Regions from separate parts of the Rattus norvegicus genome. Here region 1 is linked to region 2. The links are chromatin contacts, called in public Hi-C maps. All regions are on one chromosome and are shown on one strand. The core of a region is the stretch at or near the end of the contact, and the rest is flanking DNA. Distances in the headings are between cores, read along the strand shown. Region 1 has its middle 120 kb from the start of Gadd45a. Region 2 overlaps Gng12 (G protein subunit gamma 12).

Region 1 (4,967 bases), core at 779-3,278, 170 kb before region 2:
CATGTGAGTATATGGGAACCATTACTATTTAACCCTGTTCACGTTCCCTCCTATTCTCTTGCTAGGGTACTACAAATGCTAATGAATGACACTTGAGTAAGTCCCTTGTATATGTAGTGGGGTGGAATTTCTTGGAAGGGAGTCGGAGCAGCACATTGTTTTATTTGCTCTTTATCACAGCTAACCCAATGAACAGCTGGAGAGAGAGAACATCCGCAGGCATTTGGGAGAGTCCAGAGCAGAGAGAAAAAGAAGCAGACAAGACATGGCCAGTTCTATCTGCAAGAGAAGCTAGACAAGCAAGAGAGAGAATAGCTAGAATATCAGGGCTGTGGGGAGGAAACCTTGCCTTTATAGAGAGGATACATACGTATCTGGGAGCAGGGAAGCCAGTAGACTACAACAGCCTGGGAAATAGCATAGTGTAGTAGAGTTGGAGAGGTAAGAAAAGCCAGGAGGCTAGCATGGACTTTTAAATGCATAACAAGAACTGTGAATAAGATCAATATGGGCTTATTAGGTAACCATAGGTATGTGTCAATGGAGAGCCATATGTCCCTTTCACTGGAGTCAAGGGAAGTTAATGGAAATGATTCCTTTTGGCGGACAGAGACCTGATTCGCAGGTCTGAATTACCTGCTAAAAATCCTTCTGTAGTCCAGCTTGAACTGTCTTAGACTGTCATTTCTGGGCATATGCACTGCCCTTTGGAGTTTGAGGCCTAACACAAGCCAAAAGTGTGTTGACTTTACCCAGGCCTAAAACAGTCCCGTTGGCACATAGAGCCCTACTCTGATCCAACACCATTACCTGACACCATATCTTCTGTTCTCTCTTCTTGTACTCCTTGCTCCTTTCTCCCTCTCTTCCTGTCTCCACCTCTCATTCCCTCCCCTATTTTATGTTTTTATTGATAGATGGTTGATGTATCCCAAGACACATATTGCATATGTTTAATGTGTACAGTTTATTGAGTTTGGACATGCCATAGGCTTATGTGTTCACATTCATTCTTCCTGTTCTCGTTGTGTTAGCAGAACAGACAGATGTGTGTGTGTGTGTTTCTTTTTGTTATTGTTGTGTTTTTGTTTTGTTTAGAAACACAAATATGATGTCGCCATTTGTTAGTCACTCAATACCAATGTTTCGTCTTCTCATTAATTAAAATTTCAACTCTTGTTTGTAGCTCACTGTGCCCTGAAAGACTGGGACAAACTGTCCTTCCCAGTGTCACATAGTGTCACTCTGTCCTGTCTCTCTGTCCTCTCCTACCCTTCAGGGGATTTGATTCACAGATGCACAGAGATCCTTCCTGGTCAAAATGGTTGTTTCCTCCTGCTATGGCTGATTCATAGGCTTCTTTTAGGCTGCACCCCAGGGACTTGAGCAGACTTGTGCATATCACCCTAGAAGCCTGCACTTTCTCTTTTATTCTGATGGGTGTCATTTGGTCAACAGCTTACCTGATGTTGGTTTCCTCTATTAATCTGGAGGCACGCGAAGTGAAGTTAGGAGTACATCTTCTTGATCAGTGTTGTCTTCTGACGCCCAGCACGAATCCGGGCCTTCAGCAAGTGTCTGGATGTTGTTAGTGGTAAAAGGTGTACTAACTTTAGGTCTTTATGAAATAGCAAGACACCTTAGTAATTTCAGTGGTGCTCTTTTAGTTTTGAATGATTTTCTCTTTGCTTATTTCTTGTCCACTTTTTCACAGAGTTCATATGAACACTCACCACCAGCAGCACACTGAAAATTGGGAACCAAAGTTGACTTAGACTCTGAGCTTATGCAGAGGAGTTTACTGACTAAGCAGGAGTAGACCACATTCACATTTTTATGGAAAATGCAATCCAGGGAAGGGTTGTGGATTGTTATAGGAGTAACACCTTCTTGTGCAATACTTGATGAGATGATTTATCCAAGAATAGGCAGGTGTCAGAGAAAGGCTTTGGACTCTTTTGACCCAGTCACTATGGTGATGGCCAGGTTAATTACAGTACAGGCCAGGGTCAGGAGAGCTGAGCTGACTCATCCAGTAAATACAACAACCAAAATTCAGGCCAAGCCAGGTTATCAGGTTGGGGTTCATCCACGGGGCAGTGGACAACAACTCACCATGGAGCTGCTGAGATGGTATCACTCTGCCTGGCTGACACAAAGGCTGGTGCAGCTAAAGACATTCTTTTCTTTCTTTCTTCATTTTATTTATTTATTTATTTTAAGATTTTATTTATTCATTTTATATATGACGAGTACACTGTCACTGTTTTCAGACACACCAGAGGAGGGCATTGGATCTCGTTACAGATGGTTGTGAGCCACCATGTAGTTGCTGGGATTTGAACTCATGACCTCTGGAAGAGCAGTCAGTGCTCTTTTTTTTTTTTTTTTTTTTAATTAACTTGAGTATTTCTTATATACATTTCGAGTGTTATTCCCTTTCCCGGTTTCCGGGCAAACATCCCCCTCCCCCCTCCCCTTCCTTATGGGTGTTCCCCTCCCAACCCTCCCACCATTGCCGCCCTCCCCCCATAGACTAGTTCACTGGGGGTTCAGTCTTAGCAGGACCCAGGGCTTCCCCTTCCACTGGTGCTCTTACTAGGATATTCATTGCTACCTATGGGGTCAGAGTCCAGGGTCAGTCCGCAGTCAGTGCTCTTAACTGCTGAGCCATCTCTCCAGCCCCCGTTTTTATTTTTGTTTTGGTTTTTTTTTTTTTTTTTTTTTTTGGTTCTTTTTTTCGGAGCTGGGGACCGAACCCAGGGCCTTGCGCTTCCTAGGTAAGCTTGTTTTGTTTTTTTTAAGATTCATTTATTTATAAGTACACTGTCACTGTCTTCAGACACACCAGAAGAGGATATCGGATCCCATTACAGATGGTTGTAAGCCACCATGTGGTTGCTGGGATTTGAACTCAGGACCTCTGGAAGAGCAGTCGGTGCTCTTAACCACTGAGCCATCTCTCCAGCCCTTCATTTTATTTTTTTAAAGATTTATTTATTTATTATATATGAGTACACTGTAGCTGTCTTCAGACACAGCAGAAGAAGACATCAGGTCCCTTTATGGATGGTGGTGAGCTACCACGTGGTTGCTGGGATTTGAATTCTGGACCTGTGGAAGAGCAGTCAGTGCTCTTAACCACTGAGTCATCTTTCCAGCCCAAGACTTTCTTTTCTAAGCTATGGCTTCCCAGTAAGGACCGAGCCCAGGTCTTCTTGAAAAGGGTTGAAACAACACCCTGTCTTCACCAGAGCCAAGCTTGCACTGGGTACCACTCTCATGTGATAACTTCGTGAGGCTGTTTTCTCTAGCAAAATAGGAGAGGAAAAGTCATATAAGGCTATTTCTTCTCTAAGCTTGACATCCACCAGTTTCTTCCTGTCTTCAAATTATACTATAGGTGTGGTTTCACATTGGTGGCTCCTGTCTTTTCTTTCTTCACATCTTGTCTCTCTCCCCTCATCCTTTCTTTAATCCTGGAAACTTCCAGTTGAGGCAAGATAAGCATGATCTGCCTGGGCTTCAGAGGGACACAGTAAGTATCTGTATCCTGGTGGTCTAGTGGTTTGCAGAAGTAGTCAAGTAATTCAAGGTCAGGTATATGGAAAGAGAGATGAGAAATTATTTAAAGGCTGCTACTGTCACAGGAGCCATGATCTATGGAGGCACTGTTATAGAAAGCCCTTGACTGTCCTGCAGGGACGGCTTTATTTTGAAGTCTGACTGGTCTGGCCTCAGTGTCAGGAAAGAGGTAGAATGTCACCCATGAAGATGGCAGTGATGGAACCATATTGCTGTAAGTTTTAGATGGCTTCCTCCTACCAGCCTTTCCAGGATAGTTATAAAATTAGAGCTTTCGTACTGTCCCTGTGCAAAGTGGAGGCTAGGGTTCTCAAAGTCAATATGCTGGTTGCTCTTGATCTAGTCAAAATCTGTTGAAATGTCCCATGGGGCTTAGAGTAAAGTTTTCCTTGAAGATAGTGCGGGCTTCAGTGCCAAGAATACATCCGTTAAAAATGTTCAGGTTGGCACTATTTCTGGCAACAGCCAAAGCAACACACCAGTGGGAACACAGCTGGCTTAACTACTCAGGTGATTTCCGGAATCATCCAGGCCAAACTGGTGCTGACCAAGTCATTGCACTGATTCCTATAAAGCTCTCACTGTTTGCTAATTTGCTAATCTGAAAGGAAGAACGATTGGCCATTCTGCTAAGACACTGAAAAATGGTGCAGATGAGATGGCTCATGACACGGGTTTGACCCCAAGAACCCATGGTGGAAGGAGAGAACCGATTCTGGAGAATTATCATCTGCTCTCCATATTTGTGTCATGGTATACACACATCTCCAACTGCACACATGTTATACATATATACAGAGAGAGAGAGAGAGAGAGAGAGAGAAAGAGAGAGAGAGAGAGAGAGAGAGAGAGAGAGAGAGAGAGAGAGAGAGAAAAGATGGCCCTGAATCCTTGAAATCTGCCAATACAGCTATCATCAGTTGGGTCCAAGCAAGTCCATGCACCATGCATGTTCTGAGCTTTTCTGAGGAGGTCACTTTGCTGTCTGTGACATGAAACGAATTGGTTATTGTGGACATCAACAAAGCTGTAGGCAGGAAGGCTGCTGGAGCTGCCACAATCACCAAGTCTGTCCAGAAAACAGGTAAGGCCAAATGAGTATTATCCCCAACACCTGCTGTTCAGGCGCAATCAGTGTTGAAGAGCGGCCCCAGGGCTGCTTGTCTCAACTGGTCACTTATGTTTAATAGTGAAGATCTAGGGGCATCCTAAAACTACCAGAAGAATGGAGAACGTTTTGTGAATCACTGGGGTTGGGGGTGAGGAGGAGGTATGGTGTGACAAAGGGAGAGGAAGGAGGGATAGATGAAGAGAGAGATAGATTTAAGTTATCTATTTTAAAAATCAGCACTTTTTATGGAAACAACCTGACCAAAAATTTC
Region 2 (4,604 bases), core at 182-2,681:
TGAAGCAGCATCTTGGTGAGCATCCACAAGAGGCACGCGTTTTGACTCTCTCTGCTTCATAGGAGCGACAACTTCTCTACATGCACAATGCTGATGAGTTTCTTTAGGTACCTGGACTGATTTGATCCTCACAAAGTTTCTCCAAATACATGCTGTCACTCTAAATTCTTTCTGTTACATGGATGAAGCCTGTGAGGCATGGTATGCTAAGATGTTTTACCTATGGAGTACCTATGGAGTAGCACATACAGGATTGGAAAACAGGTACCTCTGCTTCCACAGTATATGTGACCGGCACCATCTTACGCCGCCTTCTTAGACTAGCTGTAACATACTCCATCCCTTGCCTACACACTTTTCACACAATTTAAAATACACCCTTCTTTAAAGAAGACCTTAATGTGCCTGGATCCAAGATCTCAACAGAAGAGCTCTCCTGATCGAGAATGCCATGTGATTGAAGGCAGACAATCTCTTATGATGATAAGGAATGCCACACAATCAAGAATACAGATAGGGCTGGATGGCTCAGCAGTTTGGAGTATGTAGTACTCTTCTATAGGATCCAAGTTCATTCCTAACATCCATGACAGGTAGCTCACAACATCTCTAGCACCAGGGATCTGGCAATTCTGGTCTCTGAGGGTACCTCCACTTATGTATACACACACACACACACATACATACACACACACACACACACACACAATAATTATAAAATAACAAAACTAACATTTTTAGAAGAGCTCAATTTTTTGACAAAGGAAGTCCTTTGACATTGTGATAGACACAGACAGGACATGGACTAATGCCCCGAGAGGAAACGGAGGGAGATGTCCTTCAGAAGGGACAAGCTAAGCTCATGGGCTACTGTGTACAGTAAGACGTGTGTCAATTTTGGAGGGATAAATTATCATTGCTGAGCAGAAAATGACATTAAATCTATGGGGTACATTCATCTATGGTCATCACCTTGGAAAGGTGCTCTGGGGGTTTGTTTAGAGGGGTTGACTCCCAGACATGTCACATTCATACTTACCCTGCCCCCACTTCTTTTGGTCTCATACCTGACAAACATGTGAAAGCTAACAGAAAAGTAAACCAGTCAAGCAATAAGCAGGCAAGGCTGGAGTAGAAGGCCACTTTTCTCAAAGCTAACATGAGCACAGGCATCAGAAGTGATTTGCCCTCAGTGGGTTAGAGTGCCTAAGCTCCCCACACCAAACTGTGCTTCTGGTGTTTTACTATTGTAAGAACACAGGGCGGTGAGCTGGGGCCCAGCGGCTGGGGAGCAGGGCTGTGTGCACAATGGAACTGTCAGGGTGGCTTCTCAGTGGAACTTGCTGAGCTCTGCAGGCTTAGACTCATGATGCCAACCCCAGGAACAGTGAGTGGCTCATGGGTCACCTTCTCTGCCAGGGAACCCATCCATGTGGCAAGAACAGACAATTCGCTGGCAAGAGCAGCCTGGGGAGTCAGCCAGCAACCTCAGGAGCCAGGGCATGGGGTGGAAGATTAAAACCTAGGGGATTGGGGTTGAATCCTTGGGCCACTTCCAATTGGTTTCTGTTTCTTCATGTGTAGGATGGCAGGCCTGTCTCTCCCAGGGTCATTCCTGCAGGCATTCAATGTCCAGATCAATGCTACAAGGGAAAGGTCTCACCTCTGTTTTGCAAACGTGTAAACTTGCTTGCAGGGGTGAACATGGCTAACATCTGCTTAGTTACTAAAGCTTACAAAGAACTAACTACTCCTGTCCCCTCCTGAAATTCCACACAGGCTTTACAAAATGATTTTGCACCTAAAATCAAATCTCAATTTTCAACACAAGCACTACTCTACTGATTACTGAAAATCCGACTTTAGCAGCCTTTCCTGTGCTACTTAGACTTCTATGTCACTAATGGAAGGGGTTTGGCAAACTGCAAGTAGGTTTTGCAATCTGCTAAAGCAAGGTCTCATTAAAATGCTCATAAAAACATTTGGCAAAATAAATCACTAAAACAATTTCAAGACCCACTATAAATGACTTTTGTTCTATAACAACATAAATTTATGGTCTAAAGAGAGTCAAAATACAATTGGCACTCTGGTGGCTGAACCTTCAAGAAACCCAGGCCCAGCTGGGTGATGGTGGCACAAGCCTTTAATCCCAACACTCAGGAGGCAGGGGCAGCAGGAGCTCTCATCTACAAGAGTGAGTTCTAGGACAGCCAGGGCTACACAGTCTCAGAAACAAATAAAAACAATCAAATACCACCACCACCACCACCACCACCACCACCACCACCACCACCACCACCACCACCACCACCACCACCACCACCACCACCGGGTCAATCCAGGCTCAGTTGTCAGTCAGCTGGATGATTTACTCAGTTCATTGGTCATTTCTTCTTTCCTTTCTGTAGTAGTAAACTGAGACATCAGTGCCTCTCATATATTTTAATATGAAATCTGTAAAAACACTAATTGTCCTTTCCCTTGACAACTGTTCTTGAAACTTATTGATAATCATGTGTGAGGACAAACAGCTGTAGTAACATCTTGAGTCATAGCTGTATTTTTAAGATGGTATTCAGCCTGTGTGTACTCTGCAAACACTCTCTGCTCTTGGCAGTAACCAGCCATCATTTATAAGACCTTAAAAGGTCGATCCGATTTCATCAGAAACCAGTAGTTTTTGTATTTTGTTTGTAACAATGAAGCAAATTTTCAGTTAGTAATTTTAGTTTGCACTAAGCTAAATTCATTGTGCAATAGCTACAGATTAACTTACACACACACACACACACACACACACACACACACACACACACACACACACACACACACACACACACACACACACACATGCTCTTAACCGAGATCCTAAACCCTCCCTATATTTCCAGCCATGAATTCTCCCTGGAGCTCTGGTCACTCAGCTCCTCCTGCCTGTGTAAGACTTCAAACCTCCCTGTGAAAGGCAAATCTTGGGATACATTCCTGTCATGATTGCCAAAAAGCTCTCTCCTGTGGCATATTCTTTTCTGAATTGTAAAATCATTAGCCTAAATGCCCACACCTGAAGGACTTCCACCTGACATCTTCCTGATGAAGGTAACACAGACAGACAATTCACCACAGGGGCCATGTGATCTTAATTCAACCCGGGTTACTGAACAGCTCTTACCCTTAAGAGACCTACAGGAATAGACAACAGCACAGAGAGCAAGCCCACACCAGTGAGGCAGGGTGTTATATGAACGAATGGATGGGGATTGACTTCATATGATGCCCTCTGGGTCTAAATATCAGATGAACAGCACAGAGGTGAAAGTGTTAGGCTTCCAATTCTGCAAACTAGAGCAAGCCAGCCCAGGGTGGGAATACACCTGACTTCAATTTTCAGAGCCTACTCATGAAAATCACCTGGCACCGGACCTTCACAACGGCCCAGGAGGACTTAGAGCTGTGATAGAGCCACTGTTTCAATTCTTTCCCAACAGCATAAAACTGGGGTCTAGCACTATAGCTCAGTGGTAGTAGCATGCTTGCCTAGCTAGACTACTCAGGGCTCTGTTCAAGCCACAGTACCACATGTCACAGCCCACACAGCCACAGTTATATCTCTGTACATGGTGATTCTAACTCACAGTAATTATAATCCAAGACATGTGCACTGAGCCAGACACTAAAAAATTATTTACTGAAAATAAAATATAAGGATTAAAAGAAATTCTCAAATATAGAATTGTATGTGGTAGCATACCAGTTGGACAGGCTGTACCAGAGGGTACAAAACTTTGAGGAATTTATTGGTATATAAAACAATTTAGGAATATATATGTGTGGGTGTGTATGTGTATATATATATACATACATGTGTATGTATATTTATATATTTTCTGTACTCCACAAAGCTTGTAAGAACTACATATTACCCTGAGTGGGCAGAACAAATGAGGTCAATTTGCTAGAGAGGACTGTGCATGTTTTTTTTTTACCACTGTTGCTCGAGCAGTGAAAGAATGGAAAATAGGACGTCTGTATTTTTCCCTCATTCGTACGGAGCAATGGTCTACAAATTACAACCACTGGGCTGATTCTAGTCTACTGTCAGTTTCCTTTGGTGAATAAAGTTTTCTCAGAACACAAGTCATGTGTTCGCTTATCTGTCATCCACAGTTGTTTCCAGCAGGTCAGAGCAGATGTGACGGAGATCATATGGTTCACAAACCTGGCATATTAACTATTTGTTCTGTCACGGGACAGGTTTGTCAAACCCAATTCCAGAGTAAGGGAAGACCATCCCACTCCATTCCAGAAGCCTACCATGTTTGCAACCCTGTAGCCTGAATCTCTCCAACTTCGTCTGTGAACTTAGCCCCTAGGTGATGATCTTCAGAGGAACTCAATGCAGGAGGTACTGTCTAAGGTTACGTAGGAACACAAACTTACTAAGTGGAGACACAGTTTGCTTTCCCAGTTTCAGCCAGCACTGGGGTGTGGGAGCACTGCTTGGGCAGGTAAAACAGGAGGCGCTTGGCTCCGCACTCAGCTCCAGGTTCCATCTTGCTACAGGGGTATGGGAACTCAGCCAGGCAGACAAAATGCAGAAT

The links. A called contact is a pair of places that touch in the nucleus more often than the background predicts.
Region 1: a Hi-C map of hepatocytes shows a contact between it and region 2, with 2.5 times the contacts expected there. The contact joins two enhancer-like sites. A contact is called at or near these places in 4 of 12 Hi-C or Micro-C datasets (hepatocytes, kidney and liver).

Annotation. Positions count from the first base shown.
Region 1 is chr4:97,600,557-97,605,523 of GRCr8, reverse strand. No RefSeq gene overlaps it. Among named protein-coding and RNA genes, the nearest start is that of Gadd45a, 120 kb to the right of the region's middle. Within about 2 kb of position 2,028, at least 5 of the 93 cell types and tissues checked have an H3K27ac peak or open chromatin away from gene starts, as enhancers often do. A contact at or near this core is called in hepatocytes, where this site is marked.
Region 2 is chr4:97,431,673-97,436,276 of GRCr8, reverse strand. The region is part of intron 2 of Gng12 (G protein subunit gamma 12); the gene reads right to left. Among named protein-coding and RNA genes, the nearest start is that of Gadd45a, 53 kb to the left of the region's middle. Within about 2 kb of position 1,431, at least 17 of the 93 cell types and tissues checked have an H3K27ac peak or open chromatin away from gene starts, as enhancers often do. A contact at or near this core is called in hepatocytes, where this site is marked.